Regions from separate parts of the Mus musculus genome. Here regions 2 and 3 are each linked to region 1. Evidence: chromatin contacts called from public Hi-C data. All regions are on one chromosome and are shown on one strand. The core of a region is the stretch at or near the end of the contact, and the rest is flanking DNA. Distances in the headings are between cores, read along the strand shown.

Region 1 (3,416 bases), core at 540-3,039:
CCTGTCTACACAGAACCCTTTGTGTGGCTGCGCTTTGAGGAACAAGGTCTCTTACAGTGTCCCTTGAGGAGGAGCAGGGACTCCCTGGTAGGAATGTTTTAATAGGCTTCCGGGACGAAAGGGAGTCCTTCTCCCTCTGAAGGGATGGGCGGAGTAGTGGTGTACCCATTGGCCAGTGTATATGTTTTCATCGTGTGACCAGGGCGAGCTGTGCTCATGTTCCTTCTTCACTGGGTCATTTCCACTTTAGTTCTGAAAGCAAGAACAATTGATTAAACAAAGAGCCTTCCTGACTGAACCTTGGATCCCCCCTCTGGGTTTGGACAAGGAAGTAGGGAAGTGTTTTCCTTCCTCCCCATCTGCGTCCCACCATTGGTTAAAGTCAGCCTGAGTCTGCAGAATCCCTGCTGGCTCATCCTTAGCAATGTTTTCCCCCCACTGGCCAACTCCAAGCATCCTCTGGGAAGTCAGTCCTGCAAAGGACCCGAGTGGACCCTCAGCCCTGCCACTGCCAACTCTTGGACAGGACAGGTACCCAGCTAAAGCATCGGTGTTGGCTCCTGAATGTCTTAAGCGATAACACCAACCCTGTCTGTCTCCTGGGTGTGAGAGCAGGCTGTGTCATAAAGTGGGTTTCCCACACCCGGCATGGAGCCAAGCATTCCAGAGAGAGCAAGTCTTCTTGCAATCAACTGACAGCTGTCCTTCAGCACCTTTGTGACCATGGGTAACACCAGCCCAAGTTCAGTGGTTAAGCAGCCAAGGACCATATTAGGTGATCCATGGGTGGAATGGCGAACCTCCTCCCCTTCAGCTAGTGAGTGCTCCCCTTTCTGAGAACAGCTCTTCATTCCCCAGTGGCTTGAGAATTTCTTTATTTCGGTGTGTCTTCATTTACTAGAATATGTGAAACCATAAAATAATAACAGTAACAGAGAAGATACAAATAAAGGCTCTGGGAGATGGCTCACAGTTAAAAGCAGTGGCTGCTCTTCCAGAGGATGTGGGTTCGATTCCCAGCACCCACATGGTAGCTCACAGCTATCTGTAACTCCATTTCCAGGGGGTCTGACACCTTCTTCTAGCTTCTGTCTGTACCAGGTACTCATGCAGGCAAAATGCTCATACACATAAATTAAAAATAGATAAATCTTTAAAAATAATAGTAGTAGAAGTAACAGTGGTAATATAAAACCTGGGACTTGAGGGAGAGTGGGGTTGGGGGAGGGGGAGAGGGAGAGGGAGGACCTGATAGAGAACCAGAGACATTCAAAGCCAGCCCATCTCCTGCAGCTGTACCCAGGAGCTAGACAAGAAGGTATCATAATGCAGGCTCAGGTCAGTGAATCTGTGGGCAGATGAGTTCCAGAGCACCCAGGAAATAAGGAGCCACATAGAACGGCTTAAAGCAAAATCAGGAACAGTCCTGGACTCAAATCTCTCCTCTTGTCTTTTCAAATTTGTTGGTCTGGACAAGTCGCTAACCATTCCAAGGCTGGAGGTTTTCATCTGTGAAGTGTGGTTGATACTGATACCACTTTGATGAAGTAATATAGGATGAAATATGTTGTAGAGGATGCTGTAGTAATAGTTGAGATGAGACATTTCTGAGGGGCTTGAACACACACACACACACACACACACACACACACACACACGAGGACTTGTGGTCCCTGGCAGGAGTGCCTGGGACCTGACCAGCTTGAGGGTTCCCCAAGGCCAAGGACATGTCCCCAGAGTCTCTGCATGTGACAAGCACCAATGGATGGGAACTGGCAGTCAGAGCCAGTGCTGGCATTCTGGGCAGTGACCTTTGTCTCATTGGAGGGCTAGATCAGTCTGGTCACTGGGCTCCCTGCTTAATCACAAGCATTGCAGCCAAATTTCTGATGATCTAAAACTATTGATCAGCAAGGCCGGAGAAGCTCAGGGTATGTGAGGGGCACCGAAGCACGTGCCTGTCTGCACTGTTGCCATGGGATTCTGTTCGGATGTAGACAGAGGGGGTTTCTTTTTTATTTAAAACAAACAACAACGCAATGAAAATTCCCACAGATCTTTGCAATTCTCTACTGCAGAGACTGCACCGTGTTTGTGTGTTTGTGTGTGTGTGTGTGTTGCAGTGTTGCTATGACAATGCATATGGTTTTATTTGATGGAAATATGCATAGAAAGAACAGGAAGTGGTATGTATGCATGACAAAACAAACGTGACCAGTCAGAAACCAGGCTTCTGAATCTTGATCATGTGAATCTTTTGATAGCAACGTAAGGTGGAGGTCATGGTACAAAGATGCTACTCAGCCCTGAGGAGGCTGAGGGAGCTAAGGGTTGAGTAGTACAGAGCTCTGTCACTTACTCGCTGTGTCACCTCTGGCAAGTGGCTCAGCTGTGAGTGGCTTTTGCTTCCCTCCTCTCTGAAACAAGCAAGGAGCCCTTCCATGTGTCTCTGTGTGCTGTTGGGATGGAAGTGAGCCAACAGTCAGCACTCAGTCAGTGTCATTCTGGAGTGATGGTTAGAGTCTGACGTTCTCAACGAGGACGAGGGTGGCTTTGTTCTGAAATGCGCTCTGGTCTTGACCAGACTGTGCCTGGAACACTCTGCGGAAAGTCAAGGACGTTAGGCAGGGCCACACTGTGGACTGCTGGGATCAGACCAGATGATCGTCGAAGAGCCCAAGCTACTGACCACCAAGGAACAAGATGTGGGTGCAGTGGCAAATTGTTGTACTGTGACTTTCTGTATCTGGCTGAGACCCATCCACTTTACCACTCTGCCACGAACAGTGTATCCTCCCAGGCCCAGTAAATGGGAGGACAGAGACTCATCTCCAAGGGGCTCATGTCCGTCAATCCTGAAGGAGCACTTTTGGGTGACAATGTAATTAGTATAATTACAACACTATTAAATCTTGATCTTCCTGCTTTTGTTCTTCCCTTCCTCTATATCCCCTCCCCCTTTCTTCCTGTCTTTTTTTTTTGTTTGTTTGTTTCAACACCAGGCTTCACATAACCCCAGCTGGCTGCAAACTCACTGTGTAGCCCCATGTGATGTCCCTGAACTCTTTGATCCTTTAAGCTCCACCTCCAAATACTGGGATTGCAGGTATGTACCATTCTGTGCAGTTAAATCCACATTTTCTAGTTCACTCACCTGGACTGAAGTCTGGCGGGGAGTACACTGCATATACTTTGTGTAGTTCACATTGCTTAAAGGATTCTCAGATCTGCTGGGATGCTGTCTGCCCATCACATGTACACAAGAGATTATTTTTTAAAAATCCTTTGGGACTTTCTGTTGATTGAGTGAGTGGCTTTATCCAGGACAATATTCTTCTGATCTGGACCAGATGTCTTCTGAGATCGTTCTCAGTGTAAATATCAGTGACACTCTGACATTCATTAATTCATCTTGA
Region 2 (3,416 bases), core at 467-2,966, 220 kb after region 1:
TCCTATACCTGATCCCATTTGTGAATCACATAATCCCTGTAACAGAGAAAATACTACCCCTTTACAAATCAGGAAGCCATAAGTTGTATCACTCCTTCATAGCAGTATTCAAATATCTGGTACTGTCCGTGAGGGCTCTGGAAGCTTGAGGAGGGTATGGAGGGAGAGCCGTAGAAGAAGGAAGGAGAGGGAGTGAGAAAGGTAAGAAAGGAAGCCAGGTGCTGAGAGAGAAAAGGAATCCTACAGGCTAGAGGGCAGTGTGCTCATAACCTACGCAGCCTGTGTTGTCATGGCTGATCCCCTTTGATGGGCTTGTGTGATGATGGATAGCCTTAACCTCCCTAGACAGTATCAGGAATCATGCAGGTGACAAGTGTGAGGTGTGTGCTGAAAGGGATTGTGCTGACCAAAGTGGGAAGACCCACTGAAAGTGGGCAGGATCATCCCCTGGGGCTGGATCCGGGGCTGGGTGAAGTAGGAGGTTAACAGCACCAGTGTCTCAGTGTCCTGCTGCTGTGACTTCCCTTGTGGTGAGCTGTCCCCTCCAACTGTGAGCCAGAACAAGTCCTTCTCCCCTAACCTTCTCTTGGAGGGATGTTCCATTATAGCAGCAGGAAAGGCTACAAGGAGACTCGTTGCCTGGGGTTGTTCTTCTTGTTGGTATTGGTGGTTTATTGCCTTGGGTTGTTTTTGTGGTGGTGGTTGGTTTGTTTTGGTGTTGGGTCTCTTTTCTGTTGGTTGATTGGTTGGTTGGTTGGTTGCTTGCTTGCTTGCTTGCTTGCTTGGCTGGTTGCTTGGCTGGTTGCTTGCTTGCTTGCTTGCTTGCTTGCTTGCTTGCTTGCTTGGCTGGTTGGTTGTTGGTTGGTTGCTTGGTTGGTTGCTTGGTTGCTTGGTTGGCTGGCTGGCTGGCTGGCTGGCTGGTTGATTTTCAGTCACGGGAATCTCTCTATGGAACCCTTGCTGGCTCAGAACTTCACAGGTAGTTTAGATTGACCTCAAACTCACAATCCTCTTATCTCTGCTTCTAATGCTAGAATTAAAGGCAAGAGGCATGGCTTCCAGCCTTCAGTGCTTGTTTGAGGCCTGTGGGGCATCTTACCAGCCAGGCCTACCTTTCTTGGTGCTGAAGGTTAGTTAAAGGAGAGATTATAAGAAATGTGCCTCATCACAACAGCTTCCTGGAGCTGGGAGGAAATAAAACTGGCAAGATTTTAACACGGACATGTTAAATAGGCGAACCACTCTCACTCTGAGTTGGCTCGTGGGAAAAATTGCCATTTTGTTTTGTGGTAACACAGATGGAATCTGTCACACAGTCGTAAAACATGGGAACTTGTCTAGATGTAAGAAAAAGCAACAGCTTTTTTGCTTGTGGGTCAGATTCGTGGCATAAGAATCCGTCACCATATGCACACAGTCTGGTATTTCAGATAACAAAAGTTGTGTCTGATATCTTTTGTGCACTTACAGTTCTGTGTGATATGAGCTTTATGTGAGTTTAGTAGTCCAAGGGAGCTTAAGCATAAATAAATACTCACTTCAAAGATGAGCAGACTGAGGCTCAGTCTGCCCACTAACCCAGGCAAGAGAGACGTAACTCAAAGCACTTGTCAGTCTTTAGAATGGCGTTGGATCATAAGCTAAGGTTTCTCCAATTTCTTCTTGCAATTTCTGACCTATGTGTTAGCTGCGCCCGTTCAGCTCAGCCTGTGGAATCAATACTGTTTGTCCTGATGGTTTCTCTGAGTCACTTAGCGTTCCACTGTAGAGTTGGTGTCTCTGTGGAAGGTGGAGTGTTGGATTCTTTTGTTTTTTCCCCTCCTGAACATAAATTAAGTCAACATGACTGTGCAACTACGCAACAAGCAGATGTTTAAAGGTTCATGGTTGCATCTGTTCCTATAAAGTTCCCCCTCTGTCATTTACTGTTCAGTTGGCCCCAGAAGCAGATTTGCTCCAGGCTGATGTGTCAGGGAAGTGCTAGGCCTTTTGTAGGAGACTTTGTGTGTGCTTTCCTGGGAATCTGTACCAGAATTCAGTTCTCAGTAGGCAGCCTGCTGGGCTCTGTTCTTCCGTTTTGTTAGACATCTCTCTGGGGTTAGCATGCCCAACTTGATGCTGAACCTCTCACAACTGTCCACTTCATGTTTAAGTTTTTTAAACTCTTTCAGACATTTGACTCTGAAAGTAATCTAGTACCATCCACATGGATGATGCAGACCTCCCCCAAAACCTGGCGGTAGAGCAGCAACAGAATATAATTACATCTGGATTACACATAATCCAGATGTAATGTAATGTCGGGATACCTGGTTTCACAGTTAGGAAACCACAAAATTTTATCCTCTAAAATCAATTTCCCTTTAGAATAATTTTGTCCTAAGTGTCCAACAGCTTCTTAACTCTGTACATGCACTCAAAGTTTCCAAAGGAAAAAAAATGTCTGATTATATGATCCTGACGGATCACTTTTCAAAACCAGGAGAAAAAATAAACTTTCAATTTGGAAAGACATAAGACGTGAGAGATGGAAGGAGGTGTTTCAGAGACAGTGTACAGTGACAGTGCCGCCTTGTTTCTGTCTTTCACTCTGAAGAGTTTAACTGAAGGTCCTCAGTTGAGACGCTGTGTAGTTATAGAAGCATTTCCGAGCGGAACCGGTGTTGCCGCCGAATTCCCAGTTACTGAAATGTTAACTTCCAGAGCCCGGTCCTCATGCCTTCTCCTTACACTCGGTGAATTTTCTATAGACACTAAAGCTGACAAGTGTGTGTGTGTGTGTGTGTGTGTGTGTGTGTGTGTGTGTGTGTGTGTGTGAGAGAGAGAGAGAGAGAGAGAGAGAGAGAGAGAGAGAGTTAGTTCAGAGTCTCCCGAATCATGGTAAATGTTTTGCTCCTGTTTGTATGGTATGACAATTGCCCTTCCTGTTAAAGAAGTCACTGGATGTAGTCACTATATAAAGATCATTTTGTCTATGGAAATACTTTTTATCGTTCTGAGTCACTGGTGTGTGGAAATGTAGCAGGTTCCAGGACAAGGATGGGGCGGTGTGTTTATTTTTCTTTATACCCTCTTTAATGTTTTTGAATGCATGAATGTCAGTACTGTCAAAGTATTTCCATATTTTTATTACTTTAGAAGCAACTTCTGTCATGATGCCTCTCCAGTGACAATTTTGGCAGGGATGCCCAGTGTGGTGTAAGCCCTGTGTACTGGGCATTTGGCAGGGATGCCCAGTGTGGTGTGAGCCCTGTGTACTGGGCACTTGGCAGGGATGCCCAGTGTGGTGTGAGCCCTGTGTACTGGACACTTGGCAGGGATGCCCAGTGTACTGTGACCGCTTATTTTTCCTCTTATCCCTGTTCATGTCTTCTTAATAGATGCTTACTATTTTAAAGGTTGCACAGACCTTAGAC
Region 3 (3,416 bases), core at 479-2,978, 170 kb after region 1:
CCCATGTAAAGAACAGAAGGACAGTGACACCAGGCACCCCATCCAGTCTGGCTGAACTCATTTCCCATTGATAAATAAATGCATTCAAGGTCTATTGCTTAAACATAGAACGTTGACCTGGTTCCGATGGAGCAACTGACCTCAAGGGGCAAAGAGTATCCTTGCTTGAGGGAGAGCTTATTTTCTAACACTTTTATAGGAGTGTGCTGGTTAGTTTTAACTGTCAATGGGACACAACGTAGAATCTCCTAGGAGGAGAACAGTTGAGGAACTGTCTTGATCCAATTGGCCTGGGGCCATGCCTTTGATCTTTGTCTTGATTGTTGATAGATAAGAAGACAGTCCATTGTGGGCAGCACCATCCCCTGTTTTTGGGTCCTAGACCCTAGAGGGCTGACTGAGCAAGCAGGAAGCATGATGGGTTGTTTTTTTGTTTTTTGTTTTCTGCTCTTTACTGTGGATATGGTGTTTATAAACTCTTGCCACTGCGACTCCCCCACACGATGAACCGTGCTCTGGAATCATAAGCCACATGAACAAGTCCCCTCCTCCCCTAAGTTGCTCCTGTCCGGGTATTCGTCACCACAACAGGAATGAAATTAAACGGGGTGCGGGGAAGGAGCAAGAGAACAAGGGATAGGCTTGGTTGTGAGACATGGAGAGAGTTCCATCTTAAGGAATAGCTTTGTTCCCCCTCAATCCCTGAGTCTTTGATCTGCTCATAGTCACACAAGGAAGTAAATGCTTGCCCAGTAGCCTGCTTTGTACTGTGATCCTTGCTGTCCCTAGCAAGTCTGAAAACCCTCCAGTTGTAACTAGCACTCCCCCACTTCCCATTCCCCACACCCCATTTCCTAGCTCTCTTGCCTACAGTTGGGCGGCCAACTTTGCCTTCAATTCCCTTTATTGCTGTCTCCATCCATATGCCACAGTCCCCTCTTTTACCATCCATACTCAATAGGAGAAAAGGTTCACAGGAAGTGCAGTCCAGTAAGACTCTGGTTCTCTGGAGCACTAATGGTTGATCATCCTGAGTGAAAGCTCCGATCTCTCGACTGTCCAGACAAGCAGGGGTAAGCAGACACCCTGTTGGCTGGCTGTGCTGTCTGGGGCTCTGTGTCTTGAATCTGGTGCAGGAAGCTGGTGGAGAACAGGTCATTCCCACCACCTTCTCAGATATCAGTTTGCTGACCTTGGCCACAACCTTGTGCTTAAGTGGCATGGGTGTCCAACCAGAACTCTGCAACAGTATCCATCTCCTGAGCTTTGGTTCCAGCAGATGGATAGCCCAGAGGGTGCTGAGTGACAGTAACGACTTGGGTTCTAATAAAAATAGATAACTTGGTGTAGTTAGCTGTGACTCAGCTAGTTAGCACTGTAACCTCTTACTATGTCTAACGGGGACAACTGGGAAATGGGTGGGTGTTATAAATGTACCACGATGTATACCTGTCTCCTCCATGTTCAGCAGCCCCCTCCCCAGCCTGTGGTATTTCTGAGTATAATTCATTGGAAACATAAGAGTGTTTACACAATGGAATGGGTGTGAAAGTCTGCTCAGCTAGCCCAGGCCCTGTTGTGATAGCTTACACTTCTGCTCTTTCTCACAGCATGACACAATATTTACACTGTGTTTGTGTGTTTTCCCAAAGCAGTTAACAGTCATGTAAACACATCCAGTTTACTGATCAAGCCAGAAGAGAGATGTCTGTCCCAGTCTGTCCCTTTGAGCTGGCTCCGCACGGACTGGCAACACACAGCATTTTGCACATGCCGTGTCTATATACAGAGCGCAGAGTTGTAAAGTCTTGCTTGAATCCAAGTTACCATATGAACCAGTTGGCACAAAAACCCTAAACAGAGTTCAGGGACTAGTTTGATCCTTCCAAGCAGGCTCCTGGGCAGCAACATAAAGCGGCACACAGGCAAACATTGTTTTTTCCAGAAAATGAACAGATTTTTAAACGTGCCTTGACTAGGACACCCACTTCTCTAGTTTCTTCTCCCCTTCCCCCTGCATCCCTTTCCTTAAGCTTATTTGCACGTGGTAAAATAAAAGCCCCACTGGAAACAGAGGAAATATGAAATATTTATAAACTGTGGGGCTAAGCTGGGTTTCTATTGGAATCTAGGACCTCTTCTATGTGAGGCATGCTTACTTGTCTTGGACTAAGGGTGAAACAGTACCAGGTACTGATTCTTCGATGCCAAGGAGCCTGCTGCACCCCTCCAAGCCTTGTTTGACTCCACTATAAAACAAGGAGTTTAAATGAAGCTCATGCTGGACTTAATAAGGAACTTTAGAAGCTTTAGTCTAAGTTAGTGTACCAGGAAAATGTCGTCTTCTTAAGACTTTTAAGATCTCAGGTAAACTGGGTATGGTGATAGAGGCCAGTAATTCTGGCACCCTGAATCAGTAAGTAAAGGGAAATAACTTTTATCATTAAAAAAACCTTGCAAATAGAAAGCATCACCCACTGAAATTAATCAGACCCAGAGTCTACACATGCGGGTGAACAGTTAGAACAGCCATTCTGGAGCTGTGGTGCTCATACCAATCTTATATTTTCACTATCAAATATAGCTTTATGCACTTATCCAACACCAAAACCAAACCATTCGTGACAGAGCTAGGACTAGGGAGTCATTTCCATGTGGACACAGTGTAACTTACAAGACAGAGAACAAGAAACAGTAACTACTGGGGGTGTGGAAGGCCCGAATGCAGAGAGTGGGTCTGATGGGAGTGATGTGTGTGCTGAAGGGGAAATTTCAGCTAACTACGGAAGAGCACACATTTTCCCAACCTTGGATTTGGATTCTTGCAAAGAGACATTTAATTGATAGAAAGCATTCCGTGGGATAGTGAATCTTATGTATTAGTGGTGACCAGGCTTGGGAAATGATGGTTTAATTGAATGAATCCTCTTAAGTTTTCTAGTTTAAAATGCATTCTGTAAATTGGTTAAGAGCCCTAGCTGTTTGCTGAGTTCAGATCCCAGCAACCACATGTCCCAACCCTGTTGTGGGCAGAGACAGGAAGATCTCTGCGGGTGCTGGCTGTCAGCTTAACTCCAGGTTCATTGATCCTCTCCCAGCGGAGTAGCTGGAGAGTGATAGACACTTGATGTCCTCCTCTGGCCTCTGCATACACAGAAGTGGATAAGAAAGTGCACGCCTGCATACATATGTGCGTACAACGCACATATATACCATGCACACACATACACACGAATGAGTGTCTGGCAGTTTGTGTGGGCTTTTTTTTTGGCCAGTTTCATTGTAAACTGGGAAAATATAACTCCATTTACCCACCAAATAAATATAAATGTCTGCGAGGTACTGTATGGAGACAGGGACTGGGGCTTGGAGGGAAGAAAGCACATTCATTTTCTCTCTCCTACTCTCCCTTCCTC

What was found. Hi-C and Micro-C count contacts between places; a contact is called where the count stands out from the background.
Region 2: a Hi-C map of liver shows a contact between it and region 1, with 5 times the contacts expected there. The contact joins two enhancer-like sites. A contact is called at or near these places in 2 of 484 Hi-C or Micro-C datasets (embryonic fibroblasts and liver) and 7 of 115 datasets of contacts at active chromatin or transcription factors (embryonic basal ganglia, embryonic stem cells and oligodendrocyte precursor cells).
Region 3: a contact with region 1 is called in a Hi-C map of liver, with 2.9 times the contacts expected there. The contact joins two enhancer-like sites. A contact is called at or near these places in 1 of 15 datasets of contacts at CTCF or cohesin (the NIH/3T3 cell line), 4 of 484 Hi-C or Micro-C datasets (all in liver) and 7 of 115 datasets of contacts at active chromatin or transcription factors (embryonic stem cells, extraembryonic endoderm stem cells and trophoblast stem cells).

What each region holds. Positions count from the first base shown.
Region 1 is chr3:145,623,207-145,626,622 of GRCm38.p6, forward strand. No RefSeq gene overlaps it. Among named protein-coding and RNA genes, the nearest start is that of Gm40164, 8.1 kb to the right of the region's middle. Within about 2 kb of position 1,790, at least 22 of the 459 cell types and tissues checked have an H3K27ac peak or open chromatin away from gene starts, as enhancers often do. A contact at or near this core is called in liver, where this site is marked.
Region 2 is chr3:145,840,800-145,844,215 of GRCm38.p6, forward strand. The region is part of intron 1 of Ddah1 (dimethylarginine dimethylaminohydrolase 1); the gene reads left to right. Among named protein-coding and RNA genes, the nearest start is that of Gm35187, 48 kb to the right of the region's middle. Within about 2 kb of position 1,717, at least 11 of the 459 cell types and tissues checked have an H3K27ac peak or open chromatin away from gene starts, as enhancers often do. A contact at or near this core is called in liver, where this site is marked.
Region 3 is chr3:145,789,258-145,792,673 of GRCm38.p6, forward strand. The region is part of intron 1 of Ddah1 (dimethylarginine dimethylaminohydrolase 1); the gene reads left to right. Among named protein-coding and RNA genes, the nearest start is that of Ddah1, 32 kb to the left of the region's middle. Within about 2 kb of position 1,729, at least 16 of the 459 cell types and tissues checked have an H3K27ac peak or open chromatin away from gene starts, as enhancers often do. A contact at or near this core is called in liver, where this site is marked.